Linked DNA regions of Zea mays: regions 2 and 3 are each linked to region 1. Evidence: chromatin contacts called from public Hi-C data. All regions are on one chromosome and are shown on one strand. Each heading gives the region's core, a stretch centred on a gene start, on an enhancer-like site or on the middle of the called end of the contact. The rest is flanking DNA. Distances are from core to core; before and after follow the strand shown. Region 1 holds the start of LOC118472974. Region 2 holds the start of LOC100278124. Region 3 holds the start of LOC100501547 (putative protein kinase superfamily protein).

What was found. A called contact is a pair of places that touch in the nucleus more often than the background predicts.
Region 2: a Hi-C map of tassel shows a contact between it and region 1, with 3 times the contacts expected there. The contact joins the promoter of LOC100278124 here to the promoter of LOC118472974 in region 1. A contact is called at or near these places in 4 of 25 Hi-C or Micro-C datasets (ear, leaf, tassel and 1 more).
Region 3: a contact with region 1 is called in a Hi-C map of seedling, with 10 times the contacts expected there. The contact joins the promoter of LOC100501547 here to the promoter of LOC118472974 in region 1. A contact is called at or near these places in 3 of 25 Hi-C or Micro-C datasets (endosperm, seedling and tassel).

What each region holds. Positions count from the first base shown.
Region 1 is chr7:135,972,467-135,976,468 of Zm-B73-REFERENCE-NAM-5.0, reverse strand. It overlaps LOC118472974, which reads left to right and starts at 2,203. Exons shown (of 1, transcript XM_035961037.1): 1 at 2,203-3,316. The coding sequence starts at 2,426. The coding sequence ends at 3,058. LOC103632907 reads right to left here. Exons shown (of 9, transcript XM_008654621.3): 8 at 3,856-3,947; 9 at 3,307-3,776. The coding sequence ends at 3,739. MIR156j (microRNA MIR156j) reads left to right here and starts at 2,558; the gene lies at 2,558-2,682.
Region 2 is chr7:135,793,619-135,797,732 of Zm-B73-REFERENCE-NAM-5.0, reverse strand. It overlaps LOC100278124, which reads right to left and starts at 1,449. Exons shown (of 4, transcript NM_001151503.2): 1 at 1,294-1,449; 2 at 795-1,025. The coding sequence starts at 1,416. It overlaps LOC103632906, which reads right to left. Exons shown (of 4, transcript XM_008654620.3): 2 at 3,715-4,020; 3 at 3,175-3,633; 4 at 2,321-2,419. The coding sequence ends at 2,321.
Region 3 is chr7:136,209,216-136,213,118 of Zm-B73-REFERENCE-NAM-5.0, reverse strand. It overlaps LOC100501547 (putative protein kinase superfamily protein), which reads right to left and starts at 1,977. Exons shown (of 3, transcript NM_001196243.2): 1 at 1,765-1,977; 2 at 1-792. The coding sequence starts at 648.

The sequences.
Region 1 (4,002 bases), core at 954-3,453:
CCTTAGCAATGGTCTACATGAACTAAATCAAAAGTAGCGGTCTGAATTAACAAATTAATCTAGAATCGAAAGGTAGACATGCAAAGAAAGAGAAACGAGATCGCCACACTAATCTTGCTTAAAAAGTGCTCTCAAAAAGCACCACAAAGAATTCTCCACGAATGACAAGAGTTCTAGATTAAGCCTATTTCAGATATAAGCTAAAACACAAAATTTCTAAAATATCCTATATAGGGGAGAAGAAAAAATAGGACTGGGTTCCAATTCAGCCCAGACCGGCCCCTCCTAGGCCGGATTCACAGGGGCGTCGGCCTCTCGTCGCGCCTGGGCTGGGCCGAACTGGCTCCGAAACACCCCTCATGGCCTCATCTCATCTGACATCTGTGCGCGTGGGATGAGACGCGGCGGCAGGAGCGCCGACCGCGGAAGAGATAAGCCACACCACCGGGCATGTGAGGCGAGTACGTGAATTCGTGAACGGTAAGCCTATAGCCTACACTGTGTCATGCTCAATCGAAACGTCGTTGCGGCAGCACGCTGCACAACCACACCGACACCAGGCCACCAGGAAACAACAGAACTGCCCATGCGGTGACATCACCACGTCCTGTTTCAGTTGACCCGAGTCCGCCACATTGCACCGGCGAAGACCGGGTCGCGAACCACCGCGTAGGGCGCGCTGTCGCTAGCTGTGGCGGGCGGTGGTGCCGTGGTGGTGGCGGTGACGAGCTCATCCTGCCGGCCGGGGCCCCACTACCGGCCGACGTCGTGGACGACTCCCCGGTCGCCAAACACGCCGCGGAACGGCCTCGCCGTGGCCGTCGGCACCGGCACCACGTTCGTTGCAGGCTTGCAGCTCCCCACGTCTGCCCAGCCATGGGCGCTGGTTCTATCCGCCTTCTTTATTGGTGATCCCCGGTGCCCGCCCGCGAGCTGTCCGTCCCCGAGCCCGTCTCCGCCAGCTGCACCAACGCCACGCCGCTCGTCGCGGTGGCCGTGACCAACAGGTGAAAGAAAAAACCGGGTGTCGTGCTCCGAGGACGACGACGGCGAAGCGAGGGTGTGGGACCTCCCCGCGGGCTGGTCCTCGCCAAAAACGTTCTGGGCCATTGGCGTGCTGGTGGTCAAGGCTAGGCTGGCCAGGGGCGGAGGGGAGCGGTTCAGGGTCCACGACGGCGTGGCGCGTACTAGAGCCAGCGAGCAGGGGGAGATGCACCTGATGCTGTGCGCGCGTCGGAGGTTGACAAGGCGACGTCCGTGGACCTGCCCCAGATAAACGCCACCACCTACAGGCGGTGCCTGCGGCTGGTGCTCTCCGGGAGATCAAGGACGTGGCAAATGGCCACTCCGCGCCGCGATGCCGTCAAGGACGGCAACGTTAGCGACTGATCGATCGTCACTGATGATCTGAGTAGAGACTTGGCGACATGCATGTCGAGATTTGGATTGTCCAAGCAAGCATGTAGTTGAACCTGATTATCTATGCAAGCCTTTCTAATTTTTTTTGCCGTGAACACATAAATTGCGCCCGCCGCCACTCTGGTTGTCAGGAAGGAGGGAGTTTCGGCAGTGTTTGCACAACCAAATCAAAAACAACGTCTCACTTGCAACGGTTCCTTTCCAAGGTGATGCAGTTACAGCACCTTCCCTCCATGGCTCCATCCACCCCTGCGCACTGCCCGGCCGCGCGCGCGACTGCTGCGTGCACGCTAGCCCAGCAGCGCCGCGAGCGCGACGTGCACGAGCGTTTCCGCAGCGCCTGGCTGCACCTGCAGGCAGAGGGCGGCCAGCGCGCGCCGCGGCGGATTAATTCGCAGCCGCGCGCGCCCGCGCGCGCGCGGACCCCCCCTCACAACAACAACTGAATTTACAACGGCCAGACGTAACGCGCGGTACGGCGTCCCCCCGTCGCTCTCTGCCGGATATGGCCACTGCCGCGGCGCGGACGCAGGGCCACGTTCTCGGCGCCGTTTCGGGTCGGCGCGCAGTCGCGCACCGAGTAAACACGCTTCCCACGTTCTGCAGGGCAGCAGCGGCAGGCAGGCAGGCAGGCCGTGCCTCACCCCGGTCACCCGGAGAGTTTCGCTTTATTACTTGAGCCCAGACGTTTCGCTGCCACGCCTCACGGACTGCTCACTCTCTCTCTCTCTCTCTCTCTCTCTCTCTCTCTCTCTCTCTCTCTCTCTCTCTCTCTCTCTCTCTCTCTCTCTCACACACACACACACACACCGTCTCCTCGCAAGCACGCACCACAAGCCAGCGGCGGGCGAGCATCGGAGTCTCGTCGTCCATGGTCACGCTGTTTCTCTCCCTCCCGGCGAACTGGCGAAGCTAAGCAAACTCCTCCGTCCACCCACACTTCTCTGATGATTCAGGCGTGTGGCCATCTGCTGGTGCAGTGGCGCTCCTCCCATAGTCCCATCGCATGCACGATGGTGTGGCGTCTGGCGTGGCAGATATGGATGGCTTATTGGGTTTTCCTCTCGGTGCAGGGTCCGTGGCAAAGGGGGAGGGCCGACGCCGGCGGGGGGGCCCGGGCAGGGATGGAGAGAGCGGTCGAGTGGACCTCGGGAGCGATGACAGAAGAGAGAGAGCACAACCCAGCACCAGCGAGGAAAAGCCTCGCTTCTGCGAGGGCCGTGTGCTCTCTGCTCTCACTGTCATCGCCCACAGGCCACCGAACCGTGATCTCTCGGGGGGCCATGCAACGCATGCAGTGCAGCTAGCTTCTTCTCGTGGGTTATGCGGATGTTTCATGTGCAATATACTTGCGGCTGCAGGTGGACCTGTGGCACAGTCGCCGGCGGGGCGAAGGATCAAGACAAGCTCCACGAGGCCAGCAGTAAGGAGCGGCACACGGGGAGGGGCACCGCTGTCTCTGCCTCTACTCCCACCAGTTCAGGCGTCCGTGGCGCCGGGCTCCACGGCGATCATTGTGACGAGCGACGTGCGACTTGCCATCCTCAAAGGCTTCGTCGTCGTCGACCCGCTCGCCACAATGCGGCCGCCGACTATGCCTACGGCACGCGCCGCGACCTGGACTCAACCGTCACTATAGGTCTCATGTTCGTTTTGCAACCGACACCAGATATTCTGCGTGCTGCGTTCCTCAGTCCCAGCCGGCTAGCCCAGGCCGCACGAACACCACGCGGACATAATTAACTTCAGGGGAAATACTGTGCCATTCTTCTACGCAACATTCTCGTGGCATATGGTTGCTCCGTGTTCTTTGCCTCTATTTGATCCGCGTTCCTTTTTCTTCGTACATAATGTCCAGCCACATTATTCAAAGAAAACTTTGCATGATTGATCCAAATCGTTTAAACAATCCGATGCGTCATTTCTTTGCGTTAAAAATAGCCGATCTTTATCGTTTCCATGTGTACAAGTTACTCCATCATGGCATTACATGATGTTACACAGAAACACCTTAACAACCATGGCTGCTCCTTTGAGCACAGTGCTCAGACAAGATAAATACTCTTGTCAACCAACAGCTTATATCTCCTTGCACGGAGTGCGTCGAATCAAAAGCCTTGGTGAACTAATCGAAACTATGTACAACAACGTACGATCGTTGCCGCAGTTGCCTAACGGTACAAGAATGTTGTTCTTACATATATGAAACTAGTGAAACCAGCTTATACACAAACTGCCTGACGAAAGGCAGCAGCGTACAACCAAGAGTTCAGTCAATGCAAGCTCATCTGGGACCTATTTTCGAACTAGGAAAGAAACTCATCTGAAACCACGTTGCGGTATGTGGGCAGGACAAACTGCAAAGAACAAGAAAGTAAGTGTTTGCAACTAACAGGATCATTTAATTCACAAGGGCAGTGATGGATAAGGGATTACTTTCAGAGAGATCAGAGGAGCGTTTTCGTGCAAAGATTTTCCTAGGGTCCAAAACATAATTGGATAACAAGATTTTCTCCAAGTTCTCTCCCCTGCAAATCAGAGAAGAGACCGTGTCATCAGTAATCTCTCAGGGGACAATGAGGG
Region 2 (4,114 bases), core at 200-2,699, 180 kb after region 1:
AAGTAACAAGTAACTAAGTAAGAATGTTGGGTTGAAACAAAAATTAATACCAACTCGAAGTTACTTGGTGGTGAAACCAGTTTTTTCAGAACTACCCACCAAACTTATTGATACAATGATGGTTTTACGCAATTGGAAAGAGATAAAGAGCAGAATAGTTTGTCCAAAAAATGTGGCACGATCTCAGTTAGAAGCCTTGCAGTGGAAGAATAGGTGAAGCAGGTTGCTTGCACCACTTAGGAGTATGTGCAAGATGTCAGTATATTTTACTTAGGGCCTGTTTCAATGCAATAGAGCTAATAGTTAGCTGGCTAAAAAATTGCTAGTGGAATTAGCTGGCTAACTAGTAGCTGATTTTAGCTGGGTTGAACCAACTAACGAACTAATTGGTAGTTGAGGCCACCTTCTTTTCAACATGGAAATACACAGGTGTCCTGTGAGGTGTTGAGAAAAATGATATTATCAGAAGTCCCCCGCTTAACATTGGTTAGGTGGGACTTGGACCGGTACCAACGAAGTGATAACAGCGGATACAATGAGACGTCAGGGCATGAATGCTAACGGACAAAAGATGTGTCTTGGTTTGCAGGAAGATTCAGATTTTCAGATGTCAATCTCCACGTATTCACAATTGAAACTAGGTGGCCTTGCAGCAGTGAGGTCAAACTGAGAAACCATGGATGATGATGGGTCTTTAGTAGACATGTTGGGCAAACCATGCATGGGTCTTTCGATAAGGAGAGACCACGTGGTTACTGAGAGAGACCACAAAAAGAAATGAGGAATCACCCAACCTGAGGACGCTCATCCTCCACTTGCTGGCAATCAAGCTGCTGCTGGTCGTGGTGCTCCAGCAGCAGCTGGTGGTCGTGGTGCTCCAGCAGCAGCTGCTGGTCGTGGTGCTCCAGCAGCAGCTGCTGGTCCTGCTTCTGCTTCTCCTCGTCCTCAATCTCGAAGAGCCTGTTTTGCACAACCTCGTAGGAGCCTTCCTCCAGTAAGGGCCACGCATCAGGGCCCCCGTACACCTACAGCCATAGCAGTGGAAAAACCACAATTGATCGATCAGCTAGCGCATTCATTCATTCACACTCGAATTGAAGCGCCGATCGCCGCAAACACAAGAGAACGCCTTGGAACTGGCTGTCCAAGGCACAAAAAAAAGCAGCAGATTTCGGACCCCCAATCGATCCGCGGAGAAACAGGAAACCAAAACCCTACAACGCCGCCATAGCCCAACGATGCTGCTTGCAGGAAAAAAGAACTAAGAAGGGAGAGGACGTAATCGAAAATCACCTTGAGGAGATCAGCAACGACGGCGCTAATGTCGCGTGCGTCGTAGCCCATGACGACGAAGTGGTCGATGGCCGCGTCGATCCGGCGTTCGCCCTTCCTGGTCCGCCCCCGCCGCGTTGGCATTGCTCTGCTTCCCTTCTTTTAGGTTGTACGAACGGCTGTCGGCCTGATGCGACAGTGCTACTTCATGACTCGTGCTCCTACCTCTGGGGTTTTGCTCGTTTGGTACCGCCACAAATAGTCCTAGTCCATCTACACATGCTACGTAGCACTCACAACAGGGCTCTTGTATCATGAGCTTCAGCTCTGTTCTAGCTCTTCTAAATAAATATTTTCTTATGTTCAAAAAGAGCTTTTAAAGGATCACCCTATTTTATTATAAACATAACTCCTATTTTTATAGCAGAGGGAATGACATGAAGAACCGAAAAAGCATCTTTTTAGGCTTTCGGCTTCGCTTAGTTTCTAGGCACATCTTCTTCCTATTTTTATGGAGAAGTCAATAAAAAAGCCTACCAGACATATATAATGGAGAGACACTAAAATAGTTCTTCAAACATAAAAGACAATTAAAAGACTTTATTATACAATAGAGTGTATATAAAAATAGTGAATTAATAAATACAGAATTAAATGCTTTCATACAACATCAGATCGACAGAACAGAAGACGAATTCGTACAATTATAAATAATACTTCTGTTGCTATTTGGGTTACGAGCCAGAGACATCTCTTTATAGAGAGACAACACCACGATTTTTTTTTTGCAAATACCACTTTAAACACTTCAAAAGTCTCTATATATTAAATACTACCACTGTACATGTCCTAATAGATTATGTGGAGGAGCTGCTGACAGAGCCCTTGAAAGAACCTAGCAAAAAGGGCCTTAGGCGCTGTTTGGTTTTATTAGTCCTAGGACTAAAGTTTAGTCAAGAGACTAATCTTTAGTCCCTACCCTGTTTGGTTCTAGAGACTAAACATGAGCTAAACACAGTTAAAGCAGTATACAAATACCAAAATGCCCTCACTCTTGCCCCTGCCCCTGCTGCTTGCAAATAAGACTGTGCGCTGAGCTGAAACTGTGTTGCTGAACTGAACTGTGCTGCTGAGCATATATTTGAAACTGAAATATATTTGAAACTGAAATACAAACACCTGTGAACTGAAATATATTTCAAATACGACTGTTTACAAATGCGACTGTGAAATATATTATAAATCAAATGCCACCAAAAGGAAACTGCAACTGCTTGCACAACAGAAGCAAAAATTACAAGATCTCTCTCGTTTCATTGCATCCAATATGAACAAACCACAAATATATTTTAAATATATTTCAAATATTCCAAATGCCAAACTGAGAAGCTGCCACAAATGAGTTTCAAATAATAGAACAGTCCAGAACGATACACAAATTTATTACACACAATGCATTTTACATTCTACTAAACAAACCATCACATATCCATTCTCGAAATTCATTCATATTGTAGTCGTCTTCACCTTGAACTGAAACGACGTCTTGACTAATTGCACCGGCAGTAGATGACTCACCAATTTCAGGAACATAATTCTCATCATGGTCACACAAATCAAAGTCCTTGTCTCCCAGATAACTCTCTCTAATAAAATTATGAAGTGCCATGCATCCCATAATTATTTTGCTTTGTTTTGGCATTGGATAACTAGGGAGATTCAATAGAATCCTCCATTTCATTTTCAACACACCAAATGACCTCTCAATAACATTTCTAAGAGAAGAATGTGCGTAATTGAAATTCTCCTTTTTACCGCCTGGCATCGGACCATTTCGGAATTCTGGCAGATGGTATTTTGTACCTTTGTAAGGAGCAAGGTAACCTTTACGGTTTGGGTAACCTGATTCCTTGTCACAAAGTACTCATCTGACTCCTTGTCAGCTCCAGATTCTACTGCCAAGTCTAGACAAGAATTGAACTGATCAATGGCTTCTAAACTTTTGTTTTCTTGGATAGTTTTTAGTTGGTTAAAAACATCAGTGTCTGCATTCCTTGATAGCTGCATTTCATTGATTAGTCCTTTAAACATCTTTACCATAGGACTTTTGCTTTTTTTAGGTGGACTACGTGCTGTACTGGTAAAGCTCCTCTTTCCTCTGCTACTAGGGGTACTAGAATTCAAAAGGTCTTCCCCATCTCCATTTTCTTCTTGTTCTTCATATACTTCTTGTGATGGTCTGTGTACATCACCAGGGATACAAGAACTAGACCCATCAACAACAATTCCATGGAACATTTCTGCTAATTGTTCCATGTATGTAGGAATCGCATGTTGAAACTTCCTGCACTCTTTTCTTTTCTGCAATAAAAGGTAACACACATTTTAGCTATCAGTTGTAAGGGCTTCATGTACAGAGATATATGACACCAGTGCACTAACCTCTGTGTGAGTCTTCCAGAATGAATCTGAAGCTATAACTACACCATCAGCCCTTCTTCCTAACCCACTTTGATTGTTAAGAAACAACCAAAAAGAGTACAAGGCCTTACACTGAGTCCATCTATTCTTAAATTGTTTGGTGTCGTGTCTGAGTCCTGTCTTAGAAAAGAATTCTTCCTTTATCAGGTTGTATCCTCTGGTTGTCATTGTACCATTTAGACAGTTCCCAGCTCTAATTTGGTCAACACATAAATCACAGAATATTTGTGTGTTCTCTTCATTCCAATTGGCCTTGTCAAAACGAGGCTTTTGTATGTAACAACCACGGAATATGAACAAAAGTTAAAAACAATCATTATAAATCACTATAGTTTTTTTGCTAATGGGAATGCTGGAATTT
Region 3 (3,903 bases), core at 728-3,227, 240 kb before region 1:
TGCCAAAGAAGTCTTATCCATAACCTTCATGGCAAAGTAACTCCGTGTACCACTCAATTCAGATAGGTACACACTTCCTATATCACCAGAGCCCAACTTCTTAAGCAGCCTGAAATGATTCAGTCCAAGAACTTTATCCCTGGACTTCACCACATGGATAGCCTCCCACCTTGAATCATTCCCCTTGTGTGGCTTCGTGGTGGCACTGCTCATGCTGCTGCAGGAGCTCTCATCGCTAATGTCACTGGCGGTGCTCGCACGGCACATGCTGCTCTTCCCACTCTCAGTGAAATCAGCCCGAGTACTCATGGCCACACTACCACTGGTCTTCCTCAAACTACTTGTCCCATCACTCACTTTAGCAGAAGCAAAGCCATCACTTGTACTGCTCTTCTGGGACGTTTTATTTTCCTTATTCCCATTACCATCCAAGTTTTCCTCCACTTTCAACTCAACAGAATCCCCTTCTAGGACCGGTGACTCATCACCAGGAACTGAAGACACACCTGAAGAATCCTTGTCCACCACAGAAGCTGGAGACTCTTGCTGCTGGTGAGACGGCACTAACTTCTCTTTCGCCGCCTCAGCTCCGGGTTCTTCTCTGTCATCTTTTCCTGCTTCCTTTGCCTTTGACGTCTGGCCAGCCATGCTTGGCCAGACAGATTGAGAAGACAACAATCGCGTAGTAGCAGTTGATCAGGAACACAGAAGCGCAGACTCTAATAGGCAGGGAAACACCACAACTTCTCCAAAACTTTCAGCAGAGTGGCAGGGCAATCCCCAGCTCCTGATCTGAAAGATCAATTGGCCACGTTAGCAATAGAACTACAAAAGGTTCTGCAAGAAAAACAGGCTGCAGAGTGAGCAATTCAACAAAAAAAAAACGAAAGAACTAATCCACAACGATCAAGACAGACAGAAAACGAGCACAGCAAACACACGGCGGCGGATACCTGTGTGTGTGTGGAAGAGAGAGAGAGAGAGAGAAGAGGGGCCTTTTCAGGATCCATGGCCAAGAAATTACCTCGCAGGCTCCCGGTCCCGGACAAGCTAGTGCTAGTGCTACGAGCTCGCGTTTCACAACAGATCCATCGCCCCATAACGCCGCATCAACACTCCCCAAAAGGCCAAGCACTAGAACGAGGGCTCAAAAATCACAAGCCCCCACCCCGGCATTCCCCACAAAAATAGGGGGGCGAAGTGGGCCAGCGCCAGAGAGATTAGCAAAGAAAGGGAGAAAAAATCTTTTATGTTCCCAAAGCGAACGGGAAGAAAAAGGGGGCAGCCTAGACTAAAGCACGAGCAGCACAGGCATTGCAACCTGGAACAGCTGCAAGCTCACAAGGCGCACAACTCGCTGCCCCCGCTTTTCTCCCCACCGGGAAAAAAAAAAGAAGAGAGGCAGGTATGATGGAGCACACCGAAATCATATGAGGCAACAGCACAGCACGTCGGCATGTGGTGTGCTCCCCGCGCGTCCGCGTCAGGACATGGGGGCACTAACTCCGGTGGCCAGTGAATGCGGCAGCGGGAGATTTATAAAGACGCGGGGGAGGAGGAGGAGGAGGAGGAGGAGGAAGGGAAGAGGTGGGCTGGATCTGGAAAGTGATGGGGAGGGAGGCATTAAAGCAAGCAACAGATCAGGAATGGTCATCCCCACCTGGGGAAAATGACACCCGAATCAATCAGTCAGTCAGTCAGCCGGCGGTCATTCGACCAGTCAGCCGGCGAGCGGTGGAGGACTGGAGGAGGATGGAGAGGTACCTTTGCTAGTAGGACCGAGGAGCGGCCATGGCACTGCCGATGCTGACTGCGGAGAGGTGAGAGATGGCGCCTCCTGTGCCTGTAGGAGACTCACATGACTGAGCCATGGCGACGGCGCGACGCGGACCAGAGCTGCATTGCGGGCGGCTACTGGGACCGAGAGTGAGTGAGAGCCCTCCCTCCCTCCGCCTCCAGTGATTGGTGTGGGGGTGCTTGTGGGGGGATTCAGGCGGCGAGGCGAAGTGCAGAGGAGACAAAGGGTGCGGGAGGGTGGGACGGGTCAAAGGCAAAGGTTGGTGGTAAAAGGATGCGCTTTTCGAGTGGTTCAACAAAGCGGTTACTCCTCCTCGCTAATCTAATGGTGATGCGCTTGGGGAACCGCGGCGGCCCTGGGGCCTGGGCGCAGCGTGCAGCCGTGCAGCGGTGCAGGGGTGGGTCTCTCGCGTTGCCCGAGGGTCGCGGCGCAAACAGTCCCTACGCTGCCAAATACGTACAAATTTAAACCTTGTTTGTACTAAATTGTAACGTGGGAACATTTTCAGTCCTCTCGACTCTCGACGAGTAACCGGTAGTAGTCCTGAGTCCTGACGTCCTGTGCGTATCTCTCAAGATTTTGTGAGATTTATGAGCAGAGTTTTTGTTTTGATTTCCTTGCTGGGAGCAACATCTGAGAGAGACTGCGTTTCAGTCATTTGGCATAGCGGCTGGCCGGCTGCGGCTGCTGCTGCGGCTATCGTCGTCGGTAGTCTTCGCTCATCAAGATTGGAATTCTTTTGTGTTCGCCACTTCGTTTCACTGCGGATAATAATCACGCAACTGGCTGGACTGCTGCAGACTGCAGCACAGTCCATGGCCAGCAGTTTCGGCAATGGGGAGGAATAAAAATGGCCACACCTCGTCCATTACCGCTAGCTCATCTCGGATGCACAAAAGCAGCCTTGGAATTACACCTCGAAATATGGAGTTGGGTGATTATTAAACCGGACGCCCTTGATTTTGCGGCTCGGCGCCGGTCTTGACTTGAGCTGGGCTAGCACTGAGGCTACATTACAACCACGAGACCGAAATCATAGCCGCCGTGATCGAGGCTTTTCTTCTCGCTCGGATAGAATAGAACAACTTCGGTGTAATCTCTCCGTTAGAAATTACTACTCCTGTTTAAAAAAGAGTTATTAGATGGAAAAAATATAAGATAAGAGTCTATCTTTACATAACTATCCATACGTATCTATCTATTAACTATATTTATGATCTAGAGAGTCAGAGTTATATCACTGAGTCTCTTTAGTGTCTTTTGTATTTGAAAAACCGAACCAACGTTCCCTTAAGGCTATTCTCAATGAGAATTTCACAACATTCTTTACAACACTGCCACAGTGAAACGAAATAGATTTTCTACCCTATATTTTCTAGATTATTCTTAACATCCATGGTATAAGTTGACATGCTCTTTTAGAATATATAGTTGATAGTTGTTTCAGCTAAACAAGTTTTAGTTTTTTTTATAATTATTAGTTCACAATAGCTTTCTCACATCTCACGACTAAAATTAGATTTTCTGAAATTCAAAGTTGAACCAAACAAACCCTTAATTATTTAATCAGCCCAATCAGTGCTGATTTGGTTGGCTCGCTACTCGGAGAAGAAGAAAGAGAAAGAGATGATCCAGTTGCAACGAATCGAGGATCTCAAATAGTAACCCCGAAGATGCATCAATGACGTCCCCCATAACTCCATCGCTGTCGTCCTTGGGAGCATGGCAGTCGATGATGGCCCCTGCGAGCAGACAGCAACCTGAAACCTGCCAATCGGCCAGCACTACGGCGACACTCCAGGACATACGGCCATCTCTTTTCGTCCACCTTTATCCCCGGTCTCTCTCTCTCTCTCTATATATATCCGCCACTGTATCCTGCCTAATCCCTTCCTGACCGCCTACTAATTCAGTTCTATTTGACGTGGTCCATGCATGCATGGTTGGCTGGACAGGCAGATACATATACGCACATCGTGTACTCGGCATGTCCCGTGGAATCTTTCCAGTGTTAGGTCAGGGCCATCACTCATCAGTCATCAGTGATACAAAGGTCCGATCACCGGCGAATCGCGGGTCCGATCACCGTGCATGCCAATGCCGGC